Regions from separate parts of the Mus musculus genome. Here region 1 is linked to region 2. The links are chromatin contacts, called in public Hi-C maps. All regions are on one chromosome and are shown on one strand. Each heading gives the region's core, a stretch centred on a gene start, on an enhancer-like site or on the middle of the called end of the contact. The rest is flanking DNA. Distances are from core to core; before and after follow the strand shown.

Region 1 (5,982 bases), core at 747-3,246, 450 kb after region 2:
CAGATTCAGTCAATAAGCTCCTGTCTCAACAGTCACTGGAGACAGCCTATGACATAGAGTGCCCACAGGAAGAGGGGATGAATCCCTGTTTGGTGACACTGGGTTCTGCACCCGCCTGTGCTGCCCCATTGGTGATCACTAGATGGAGCCAGAACCACGCAGTACAGTGATGCGCGTCAGTGTAGCGGTTTCCAGAGGGAAGGCACTTGGAGTGGCTCAGGACACAAGCGGAGGGAGGCAGGAGCGTAAGGAGTTCAAGATGAGGAGTCTAAAGCCAGCCTGGGCTACAAACATAAAACAAAAAGTATTCTGTAAGAAAAATCTTTTGTGTATACACACACTGGAATGAGTAACTAAGCTGATGAATGAATAAATCAAATTCAGTGTTTTAATCCGACAGAGGGGAGGACGGCTCAGTCAGCAAAGAGTCCTTCAAAGGCTCAAGGACCTCTCAGTTCTGAGCCCAGAACCCAGTAAGAATCTTGGAGTCTCAGTGACTGTGAGATGGGAGGTGGAGATGGGGCAGGGGGAGTGTTCCTGGAGTTCATGGGCCAGCCTGGGCCACAAGGTGAGTTTCAGGGCAGCCTGGACTACTGAGTGAGGGAGGCTCTGTATGAAACAAAACTTGTCACCAAAGACTCACAAGAATGTCTGAAATGAACAAATCTAGTAACACCCAGTTGCTTCCATTCCATTCCGTGTCTGAACAATGGACACCTCATTCATACAAAGAGACAGACAGACAGACAGACAGACAGACAGACAGACAGAAACACACACATACACACATACACACACACACACACACACTAGGTGTGGTTGATCATGTCTTTGGTCCCAGTACTAAGATGGGCTGGGGTGGCCCAGGTCTCAGGTGGGAGAGATGATAACAGCCAGTGATGGCTGGTGGGTTTGTTGTTGGTACTGCTGCATGGTGCATGAGGTTTCCATGAGGGAAGTTCAGTGGGCCCACAGGTACTAGCCCTGAGGGACACGTGGAACATGTCCCCTGCCCAGGCTGGGTCTCTCTGTCCCTGTACTCAGCATGGGAGTCCTCTGTGGCTACTGAGTCCTCACAGTATGCACCACCCTCCTCACTCAGGAGCTGCCCAGGTTGTGGGATCAACTGTCAAGGAGCCCAGAGCTGAAGTTCAAGTGTGCCCTCCTCTCCTCATTCCACCTGAACCTCGGGATGACACTAGTGGCTGGCAAGCCAGAGAGAAGCTGGGATGTATCTGAGTCAAGTGAAAAAGTTAAAGGTTGTCATTCAATAAGGGAAGGCCACAGATGTCAAACTGAGGTTGATAAGCTACAGTTAGGTGTGTCGAATGTGTGTGTACGTATATGTGCATGCATTTGCTGCATGGGTGAATGTGTGTGTGTGTGCTTGTGCATTCTGGTGTGTACTGGCTGGAAGGACTGCAATAGCAATGGTGTGGCTGAGCTTGCTGGGCACGGGAGTCTTGCTCACTGGCCCTCTGCTTCTCTGCTTGGTTCTTTGCCTCTCCTGAGTTCTCTCCTGGGGGGACCTGGCTTTCTCTACCTGTCCTCACCTGATTTCCTCCCCTATGGGGGTCTCAGGAACCTGAGAGCACTCTGTCATCCTGCCTCTCTGAGCCTGGCTCATGGTTCCCTGGTGACCCAGCTCTACCACATACTGCCAGTCAATGGTCCAAAAGAAGGCCTCAAGTCTCCCCAAGACCAGCCTCTAATCCAGTCTGTGCATTTGACCTTGAACTTGACAGAGTGCCCAAGTGGAGTTGCTGGATGGCAGATTGCAGTGGCCAGTCTCCTGCTGTCTCCAAGGACTCCAAGAGGCAGGCACAGGCTGCAGTGCGCTGGGGTCTGGCCTGGCGCCAGGTGGATCTGCTGGGGAAGCGCCCTTTGTTTACAGGGGGAAAAAAAAATCTTGGGTTGCCTAGCAACAAGTGGGCAGGCAAGGAAGGGCAGGGAGGCTGTGAGCCATTTCTGGGCTGGGTTCCTGGCTGTCCTGACTCACTGTGACCTTAAGCAATTTCTCTCTCTTTTATCCCCACCCCTCTATCCACCCATCCAGGGGTGCTGTGACTCTGTCACTTGCCACTTGGTTAAGCTCTGCTGTGGGGGAATCAAGCCTCAGTTGGTCTTTGTTAGTCTTGGTGGCAAGACTGGCACCTGAGTCCTACCCACCAATGCAATTTGTATCCCTGCTCTGAGTAGGGGGACAGGTCCAGCCAGATGGGCCCACACTCCAGCTCCCCTACAGACAAGTTCTCTTGGTTCCCTGTGACCTGAGGTCTCAGGAGTAAGTGGCCTGTGTGTGACACTGGGCATTGGTGACCTGTGCTGGGGGCTGCCCTGCTTAGCATGGACCTGAAGGTGATGCTGGCAACTGTAGCGGCTGGCCATGGTGGCTGCATCTTGTCTCCCTCCCCACTGTGGAACTGAGTTCTTCTCTTCCATGCCCCTGAACTGCCTGCCTCTTGGTATTCATCAGGGTTGAGAGAGCTGAGCACTGTTCATGCCAGTCACACTGTGTGACAGTCACCCATGTCCCCAGGAAGGGTCAGGGTCCCCAGGGATACCAAGAAACTCAGCATTTTCTGGCTATCAACCCTCTGAAGCCTGAGGTTGAACTCACACAGACACCCACACACTGAGTGGAGAGAGGGCTCAGAGGTCCAAGGGCGGGGGCGCCCTTGCCAAGTGCCGGCCACCCTTGTAAGATTTCCTTCAGCTGAACTTTTGCAGTGCCTGAAGCCAGCCCTGTTTTTGCCATTTGGAGACTGGGTCTCCAGTAGGCCTGAGTTCACTGAGTGCTGAGGTTGGCCTTGAACTCCTAACCTCCAGCTTCCACTTCTCCAGGGCTGCAGTGTGTGATAGCCGTCACCACACATGATTTAAGGGGTGCAGGGGATGGAACCGCCTATTGAGCCCCATCAGTTTGCCTCTGGCACAGGTGGGTTTCCAGTTGGAATTGGCAACTAGTTCCCCACTGTGAATCTTCACATTCCATTTCTTTTTCCGGCCTACAAGGGGGCTCAGTGGGTCAAGGCACTTGCCACCAAGACTGACAACCAGGCCCATGATGGATGCCAGCTGTCCTTTGGCATGCAAGTTGTGATACAAGTACCCTTCAACTCATACACAACAAATAAATACAACAAAGAAATAAGAGTTTCAGAGGGGTCACACGGCTTGCTTTCTGTCACAAGGGAGCAGCTCTGGGAAGGACCTGTGCCTGCAGAGGCCCAGTGACAGACGGAAACTTCAGTGACTGGGGAGTTGGAATGCTGCAGGTCCTGGGCCTAATTCACTTTATATCGGGCTAGCCTTAGCCTCCTAAGTAGCCATTTCTCACTCCTCTGTATCAGACTTAACATCTAGACTAGAGATAAAAACCCTCTGGGATGTTATCACTTAGAGAACCCCAGTTACCACCAGCCCAGAGGCTGAGTCCTCAGGGTGTCTGAGGCCCGCAGCTGTACTTCTGTCCTGTGCGGTGGCTGACACTGGGGTCTCCAGCAGGGAACGTAGTGCATCCTCAGTTACTGCTTTGTCCCATTATGGCAAAGCTCCACTGAATAGCCTTCATGCTCAAATGAGGAACTTGAGGTCAGCTAACTCTGTGCTCCTGGATTCTCAAGTTTGCTCTGGAATAAACTCACCCCATGTGAGTGGAGAGCCATGGTTTTATGTCTACATGGGGAAAGTAAACTCACCCGTCATGTCCGGGTGCTCGGAAGTTACCAAGGTGGTGACTTGGGACTGGGGTAGAGCTGGCGGCTGACAGTGCTCTGCCTTCAGGGAGTGGGTGTCAGAGGTGTCACATGGACATGCACAGACACACAGTGCCCACCTAACATGGCTCAGTCACTCCCAGGACAGCACCATTTTGTCCCTGTAGACAGATGCCTGTCTGTAGCTGCACCCTGGGTCCCAGGAAACTGGCTAGCTCTGGTTTTCACTGCACACGAGGCTCAAGGCATGTTCACCCTGACTAACTCCCTTATGCCTCACTATGGGTTCCTCCACAGTGTACAGCCCTGAGGCCTGAAGCTACGCCACTCCCTCCTGCCCACCTGGACCTGTGCTCTGTCCTGGTCCCATCATCCCTTCCTCTTGCTCACTGCACCTTGACCAGGGGAACCAAACTGTGGATGGCAGCTGACAGCCAAGGACAAGATGGAGCAGGAGGCACTGTCCCCCATCCCTCCTGCCTGTGGGCAGTCACAGCACAGCTCACAGGTCTTCCCTCTGCCCCACAGCATCTTCTGGGCTCTGAGACTGGTGATGATGGGGGAGGGTATAGCTAGTGTTTACTCAAGTGGCAAAGCAAGCACTTCCATGGGAAATTAAAAAACAAAAAGCAGTTAGGCCCAATGAGATGGCTCTGAGCTCTGATGTCCTGATTCAATTCCTGAGATCCACATGGTGGAAGGAGGGAACCAATTCTCAAAAGCTGCCCTCTGACCCACCCAAGTGAGCTATGGCATGCCTGTGAAGATATACATACACTCACATAAATAGAACATGTAAGATAATCCACTAAAAAGGTGCTGTGTGTCTACTCTTATAAGCCAGGAGCTCACACAGCCCAGGCTGACCCAAGCTCATGATGTCGGTGAGGCTGGGCTTCGACTCCAGGGACTCTACTTCTCTCCTCTCTGCCTCCCAATCACTGGGGTGACAGGCACGTGCCACTGCACAGAGAGCACTAGATCTTAGCCATGGGTTGGGTATGATGGAGCAGAGCTGCTGGCTTGTCCTTCAGTTTTTCATACACCGAGCTTGCTTCCATTTTTATAGGACACTGTCACATTCAGTGCTGGGAGCAACCCTGAAAGTTCAGAAACCTGTTGAAATTCTTTTAAATGTCCCAGACACAAGCTGAGTCACTATAGCTGGGACACTGGGCCCCCAGGCAGTGGTGGCGCACGCCTTTAATTTCAGCACTTGGGAGGCAGAGACAGGTGGATTTCTGAGTTCGAGGCCAGCCTGCTCTATAGATTGTGTTCCAGAACAGCCAGGGCTACACAGAGAGACCCTGCTCAAAAACAAACAAACAAACCGCTGAGACAGTAGCCACTCAGCATCAAATGATAGTCTTCTGAAAAGTAGGGGGTGAGTGATGTACAGAGGAAGTTAGTGACAGGCTCCAGGGTGCATCGTGGGAGCACCCGAGACCCAAGTAAAGGTGGCAGCCAAATCCCCTCAGAGCAGCCCTGCTCCCAAGTCTGGATTTATAGCTTCTTGTGGGGGCAGGGTGTCTGAACAGAACTCAGGCCAGTGTTTACCTCAGCAACGGGGCCCTGGGAAATAGTCCCTGTCCCTAGCCACAGGGAGGAGTAGGAGGGCGGTGGGTCTGATCCTGATCCAGCCAGGGCTGGAAAGCGGCCTGCAAGAGGCACCTGTCGTGAGCCTGCCCCAGCATCTTTGGTGTACCCTATCAGATCACTCTGGGATCCCAGTGTCAGGGGGGATCCCAGCACAGGGGATCAGAGTGTTCTGGGTTCAGGTTCCAACACCAGCCCGTCCCGAGTGGGAGTGTTTTGGGGGCTCTGCTCTGCTTTGTCAGCCATCAGAGTGGCCCAGATAGAGACCCTAGAAACACAGGAATTAAGAGTTTCTTTAAACGCCTTTAATCCCTGCACTCAGGAGGCAGAGGCAGGTGGATTTCTGAGTTCAAGGCCAGCCTGGTCTACAGAGTGAGTTCCAGGACAGCCTGGGCTATACAGAGAAACCCTGTCTCGGGGGGAAAAAAAAAGAGTTTCTTTAAAATTCCACTGAAAACTAAAATCAGAGTCCGTGGGACTCTCGGTGCCTGCTACCTGCCAGCTCCCCACCCCCTCCCGCGAACCTCCACATCATCTAATCAGAAAACACATGCAGATGCTGGATGGGAACCGGGCGCCGGCCTCTGGCGCCGCGTGCCCAGCCCTCATTGTTTGCTGAGTAACAACGGTTGCCAGGGGCGACGCAGTCCACTCCCGTTTCCAAGCG
Region 2 (6,186 bases), core at 524-3,023:
AGTATTTTCTGAAGGTTCTCTGCATCTGTTGCAGCTTTGACTGGTGTGATTTGAGGGTCAAGGAATCTGAAGGTGGGGGTGTGTGCTGCCCTGGGCAGGTTCTGTCTAGTCTTCCAGAAGCTGCCCCTGCAGGTGGCACTTGAAGGAGCGGTGGGCTCTCATGCTCTCTATAGAAAGCTGTTCTTGCACTGGGGTCTCTGGAGGAGTGGGCACACTGTACAGCTGTTATAAGGCTTCCAAGGACAGTGCCTTGTATGGGAAATGAGGAGGCCTGTATTTGAAGGTCTCCCAGTCGTGCTTCCCCCTCCACCCTGTGTAATCTGCTATGACCACTATGGTTAGTCAGACCCTTTAGCCTAGCCTAGGGAAGGTAGCCTACATCAATTGCCCTCTAAGACCCCAAAGGACGGCTGGATCTGCTGGAGAGCTGCCCTGGCTTGGATCTCTATCAGCTGGTATGGCACTGGCTTCTGAGTGCCTTGCAGCCCCCATACTGAGGGAGCAAAGATGGTTCTTGTGCCCTACCCTAACTCTCTGCACCTGTGAGGGTGGTTCCTTCCAGTTGTCAGCTGAGCTGCCAGATCCCTCTGATGATGAAGCCAGCAGGAGGCAGCGCAGCTTGGAGTGGTTGTCTCTTATCTGGCTCACATTGCTGGTCCCTCCCTTGTCCTGCCTCTACTGTGTGGTAGACACCTGGGAGGTGGATGCTTTCCATGTGCCAAGTATTCCCTGCAGTGCTTTGGAAAGGCAGATGCCCCACAATGTCTGAGTTGAACTGATGTGTGCAAGTCTGTGAGCTGCTGCTGTCCCTGCTCTGACCTGAAGCCAGTGACTGTGATGGTCTCTTGGTGTGGGGACATCACCACTGGGGGGGTGGGAGTGGGGATGGGGGACTTCTTCATGGTCCCTGCACTGCCACTCTGTCCTCTCTAGAGCACCTGGCCATGGTGCTTGTCCTCAGTTGTCCTTGGGGTTTATGAGATTGCAGAGCTCTCTATAGAAGGAACCTCCTCCAAGGGTGACATTTGTCCCAGGTAGCTGCCCTGTGCTGTAGAGCCTAACAACAGGCTCTGTGGCTGTGTTGCTAATGCACCAAGTATGGCTGTGGCAGGATCTTTCTCTACCCAGTCCACATCTCAATGATGGCCTTGGCCTCTGTCCCAAGGATGCAATCACTCCATGTCCCCTGACCTATGTTGTCTCCGACATTGCAAGCATGTGAAGTCAGTCCACAGGCTACTGTGTGTTCCCTCCCTCAGGACTAGAAGCCAGGAGACCCCAAATGTAAGGTGATTGAGAGCCAGCCAGGGGCATTCTCCAGCTGGACTCAAAGCTCTGTCCTGTGGGGCTTGGCTCTCCAGCCATCGCAACCACTTGGTCCAGACACACAGAAGCTAGCAAGGGACAATTGTGTTATTCCTGGCCCAGTACCCCTTGCTGCCTTGTCATTGGGCCCTTGGCCTCACTCTGGCCACAGCTGCTCTGTCACCCTAATGCCATGGTTCTGGCCTTCCGCTTGTTGAGACTGCTGTACATCTCAGCCACCACTGCAGCCAGATAAGTAACTGAGGCTTGTGACGTGCCTGAGCTTGAACTGGGGCATTGGGCCCCTGGCATGCAAGATGAGCCCTGTGTCATTAGCCACCACGATGCTCTGATGATGACGGGCAATTTCAGGGAATCTGGTGCACACGGCAGGGTGCAGCTCTGAGTCACAGCCTGTGCCCATTAGCTCGATGAGCCGTCCTGCTTTGTCCTTTCCACAACCAGGCCTGCCGAAGACTTGGCTGTGGCAGGCCCTGCCTCGCAGCTGTGTTCCCAGGATCTGAGGGTCAGAGCAGCCAGCACACCATTTGCATGTTGGGGCTCATACAGGGTCCCACTTGACTCTCCCCTGCCTTTCTGTCTTCACTTAAAGAGTTTGCTTCTGGGCTGCAGAGCTCTGTAAGCAATGCTGAGCAGGAAGCCTTCTGTATTCTTTGCCTGAATCAGGGCTGTTAGCCTGCAGCAGTTTGTGAGGAGCCCCTCCCCACCCCACAGACTTGGGGAATTGGAGCTGAGTTGGGCTCTTGAGCCAAACGGTGAGCTGGGGTGGTGGCCCGTAGCTCTTTCTCTTTGGTTTTTATATGGCCTACTTTTTTTGGTTGGGGATTCCTCTCCCTTCCACCACCCTTTTCCTCCCCCTCTCTGTCTCCTTTCTTCTCTCCTTTCTTCCTCTCTCCTCTGTCTTCCTCTCCCTGCCCCCTCCCCTCCCTTTTTGTCTTCCTCTTCCTCTCTCTGTCTACTTCTTTTACTTTCTGTCTTCTTCCTCCTCTTTGTCCTCTTCCTCCTTGTCTCTGTCCTCTTCCTCCCTCTTCCTGTTCCTCCCTCTTTTACCTGATAGTGCAGGTGGATCTGTCTATGGTGAGCCAGCACTGCAGCTTTCCCAGGAGTGGACCATGCGCTATGCAGAGTTTTCAGTGTCTTACACAGTCCTCCTAGCTCCTCTGGGCAGCCTGTTATCTGACTTCCCACTTTCCTTCTTGCTCGCTGGCCTTGGTGATGTGGAGTATAGTGTCTGTGGTCCCTCCATCACAGACTGGCCATGCTAATGCTGACCTTGACTGTGTGGCTCAGGTCGTCTCCTGGGTATTCTCTCCCAGCAGGGCATTCTTTAATGTCTGCCACACTGTACTTTGAGGTGAAATAAACTCTAAAATTAAATGTTTTAATTCTCAGAGAAGTCAAGAGAGGAAGAAGCAGGGTGGCCCTGTGCTAGGCCGACAGTTGGACCCAACACTGTCTCTTTTTCAGGGTGCCTGGTTCCTTTCCTTCTTCCTGGAGAGGAATCACAGATGGAGCGTGGGCTCTGTGGTATCTGTGTGCCTGGGGCTCTGTGGCTCAGAAGTGGAGTGTATGAACCCTTTGGGCTCTCTAGGCAGCCTACAGTAGCCCCTTGCCTTCAGGCTGTGTGGGAACACCCTTGCTTTCTGCAGCCCTGACCTTGGAGGGGCCATCTCCTGATGAGGCCAGACTCACCCCAATGAGTTTTTAATAATGACTTATTTTTATTTTATGTGCATTGGTGTTTTGCCTGCATATGTGTCTGTCCAATCCCTGGAACTGGAGTGAGCTGTCATATGGGTGCTGGGAATTGAATCTAGGTACTTTGGAAGATTAGCCAGTGCTCTTAACTACTGGGCCATCTCTTTATCCCTGAGCCACTGAATTCTTTGCAGGCTCCCGGTAGGCCATGGAACCCCCTCTTTCTTACTGTGGAACGAAGGATGGGGGCCTAGGTGTGTGTTCATGTGTACTCTCCATGTGTGCGGTGAACTGCTGTGCTCTGCAGGAGCCCTTGAAGTCCCATTGCCCTCTCTGCACACAGTGCTGCTGTCCTGGCTTGAGGACTTGAGCTACCCCATTTGTCTTTGAACTCCATACACTCCATGTCCCTGGGCTGCGTGGCCTGGGAAAGGCCATTGCTGAACTTTGTATAAACGGTTCAGTCTTCTCTCCAACCATATGTAAAAGCTTGATTGGCATACTTCCTGTTGGGAATTCACCTTTGCAGGCTGTCTCAGGCTCAGTCACCTGCTGGTGACTTTTGGGATGTCCACATATAGGTCACACCTCTTTCAGGTGGACAGACCTCAGAGAGACCTGGGTGACCACAGGCCTGCTGTCCATGCTGCCTACCATGCAGGCCACAGTGTATAGCACATAGGTCCTGGAAGTGTCTCCTGTCTCCACCCATATTCTCTTTGTTCTGAGCAGCCCCCCTCCTTGTTCTCAGAGGACCTGCCCCTAATTCTTTGTTTTTAAGTTTGAACACAGTGATTGGGCAGAATCCTGAGCCTGGCTTAGGAGACCACTGACACAGGGTTACTGCATCAGACTGTGAGTCCAGGCTGATGGCTGTGTACAGGACTCCTGTTGTCTGGGACATGGTCCAGGGTATTGGAAGCCTCTGCATGTCCACAGCTCCAAGTCCAAAATGGTGCCTTTTCTGTACCCCACTCATGTCCACCACTAGGCCCTTACTAGCTCTGCACCATCACCAGGACCTGCCTCTCGGATTCTCTCCTGTGAACCTTTCCCAGACTTTGGGCAGTGCAGAGTAGGTGACATTTAAGTTTTGGTCTTTGTCCTTCACTAAAAATCCATGGGGGTGGGGGTGGGGGTGGGGGTGGGGTGGGGGTGGGGCCCCACACCTCATCTGAGCATGCAGCCTCTGCCTCATCTGAGATTGTTGGACACAAATGTGACAGTGTCTAACCTCTTCCCTGGGTCCCCAGGGAGATGTGACAGTCACAGATATCCATCCACCCCTCCCCGGCTACCCAGACACTGTTCTTCCCCATACCACCAGCTTCCCTGTGGGTGGTTGGTCCTCCTATCTCTGAGGCTCTGTGTTCTCCAAGCTAGCTCTCTTGATCCCCTGTGTGTTTCAATAAAAATGTCATTACTAGAAGCCATTGACACCGCTGGTGTGTGACACCAAATTCTACCGCCCATTGTCCCAGAAAACGATCCATTAGAGATAAAGCCAGTGGCTCAATAGTCTCCATCCTGGGAGCAGCCTCTCCCATTCTGGCTGCTGCTATCTTTGCTGCAGTTTGTATTGTCTGTCCCACCTGCACAAGCGATAAGACGCTAAGACGCTAAGACGTGGGGATTCCCTGGTGGGAATGGGCAGACCTCACTCAGTGCCAGCCAGGTCAGGTGGTTCCTTACTGGAAATCCCTTTTGGGTTAGGCAAACTGAAGCTCTTTTTGTGGGAGTGATCAAATTGGGGTACATAGAAGCCTGGTCCCTCATATGGAGCTGCTCACAGCCCCATGTGTCTTTCCCATGTGTGTCACATCCTCTCCATTGGGTGGGCAGTGGGTGTTGACAGTCTGTTTGCCAGCCTGCCTCTGATGCCTGGGTTCAAGGGCACCTTCATTTAACACCTGTCTGTCCAGGTTTTGCTCTGACCTGTGGAATCCCTCCTTTTGAGACTCAGCTGCAGAGGCCTCCTGCTTGGTCACACCAGGAAGTCACCTGCAGTCCCATATGCTCTCTTTCCAAGGTCTCCCAGGCTGTGGCCAGGGCTGTGGGAGCCACCATCACTTGCTCTTTGCCAGTGGTATGACCATAGGCCTCAATGAGACCCTGTGGGAGGGAGTGTGTCTACCATTCTTGTCTGCATTCCTGTTGCTGGGGACACAGAACAGGTGTCTCTTGGACCTGACACAGTGTTGGTTTCCTTCTGAGTGCCTTACTTTAGATCCCGGGTATTTCTTGTAGCCCTGTGCTCTGAGTCCCTTCTGCTGTTGGGAGTCTCCATGTGCTGGGACTTGGCTCAGGTCTGCAAGGTGCTGGCTACCTTTCAGCCTGTTCCCTCCGGTTGTTGACTATTCCTTGAGCATTCCTGACTTGTTCCTGCTGTATTTCATTGGCTAGTGTCTCTAGTGTGGAGCTAGCTAGAGAAGGTGTCTGTGAAGGCCACTTACTCTGCTCTGGATCACCTCTTCAGTGTTGCCCTTTACTACTGTAGGGACACTTGGGGACAGTGGCTTTCCTGTCCTGGTTGGCCGCAGACTTTATGTGCAGTGCTTTGCTGTCTGGTTTTCTTTCTTTCTTCTTCTTCTTTTTTGTTTTGTTTTTGTTTTTTTGAGACAGGGTTTCTCTGTGTAGCCCTTGCTGTCCTGGAACTCACTCTGTAGACCAGGCTGGCCTCGAACTCAGAAATCCACCTGCCTCTGCCTCCCAAGTGCTGGGATTAAAGGCGTGCGCCACCACCGCCCAGACTTCTTCTTCTTCTTCTTTTTTTCCTTTTCTATTCTTCTTTTGACATAAGATCTCCCTGTGTAGCTCTGGTAAGCTCAGAACTCACGCTGTAGACCAGGCTGGCTTTGAACTCAGAGATCTATCTACCTATCTCTGCCCCCTGAATACTGGGGTTATAGGTGTGTCCACCAAACTTGGGCTAGGTGTTTTGTATAGATTTCATCTGCAGCATGTTTTTGGTAGCCCTGGTGGGGGGGTGGGGGTGGTCAGTTCCTTGGTCTGTTTTCGCACTGTGAGAGGCTGGCCTGTTACTTGATATGCTCCTGTTTTCGACATGGTTTTCTGCTTGCCTTCCTTTTTCTGCCACTAAGAAATCTCTGCCAACCTGACCTTCTCCCCTAAGCCACGGCTGTGGGCTTATGGCACTGCGTC

What was found. A called contact is a pair of places that touch in the nucleus more often than the background predicts.
Region 1: a Hi-C map of the N1E-115 cell line shows a contact between it and region 2, with 8 times the contacts expected there. The contact joins two enhancer-like sites. A contact is called at or near these places in 2 of 484 Hi-C or Micro-C datasets (the N1E-115 cell line and embryonic stem cells).

The regions. Positions count from the first base shown.
Region 1 is chr17:56,808,560-56,814,541 of GRCm38.p6, forward strand. All of the region lies in intron 1 of Rfx2 (regulatory factor X, 2 (influences HLA class II expression)), which reads right to left. Among named protein-coding and RNA genes, the nearest start is that of Gm41604, 18 kb to the left of the region's middle. Within about 2 kb of position 1,997, at least 129 of the 459 cell types and tissues checked have an H3K27ac peak or open chromatin away from gene starts, as enhancers often do. A contact at or near this core is called in the N1E-115 cell line, where this site is marked.
Region 2 is chr17:56,358,903-56,365,088 of GRCm38.p6, forward strand. All of the region lies in intron 5 of Kdm4b (lysine (K)-specific demethylase 4B), which reads left to right. Among named protein-coding and RNA genes, the nearest start is that of Gm32715, 27 kb to the right of the region's middle. Within about 2 kb of position 1,774, at least 77 of the 459 cell types and tissues checked have an H3K27ac peak or open chromatin away from gene starts, as enhancers often do. A contact at or near this core is called in the N1E-115 cell line, where this site is marked.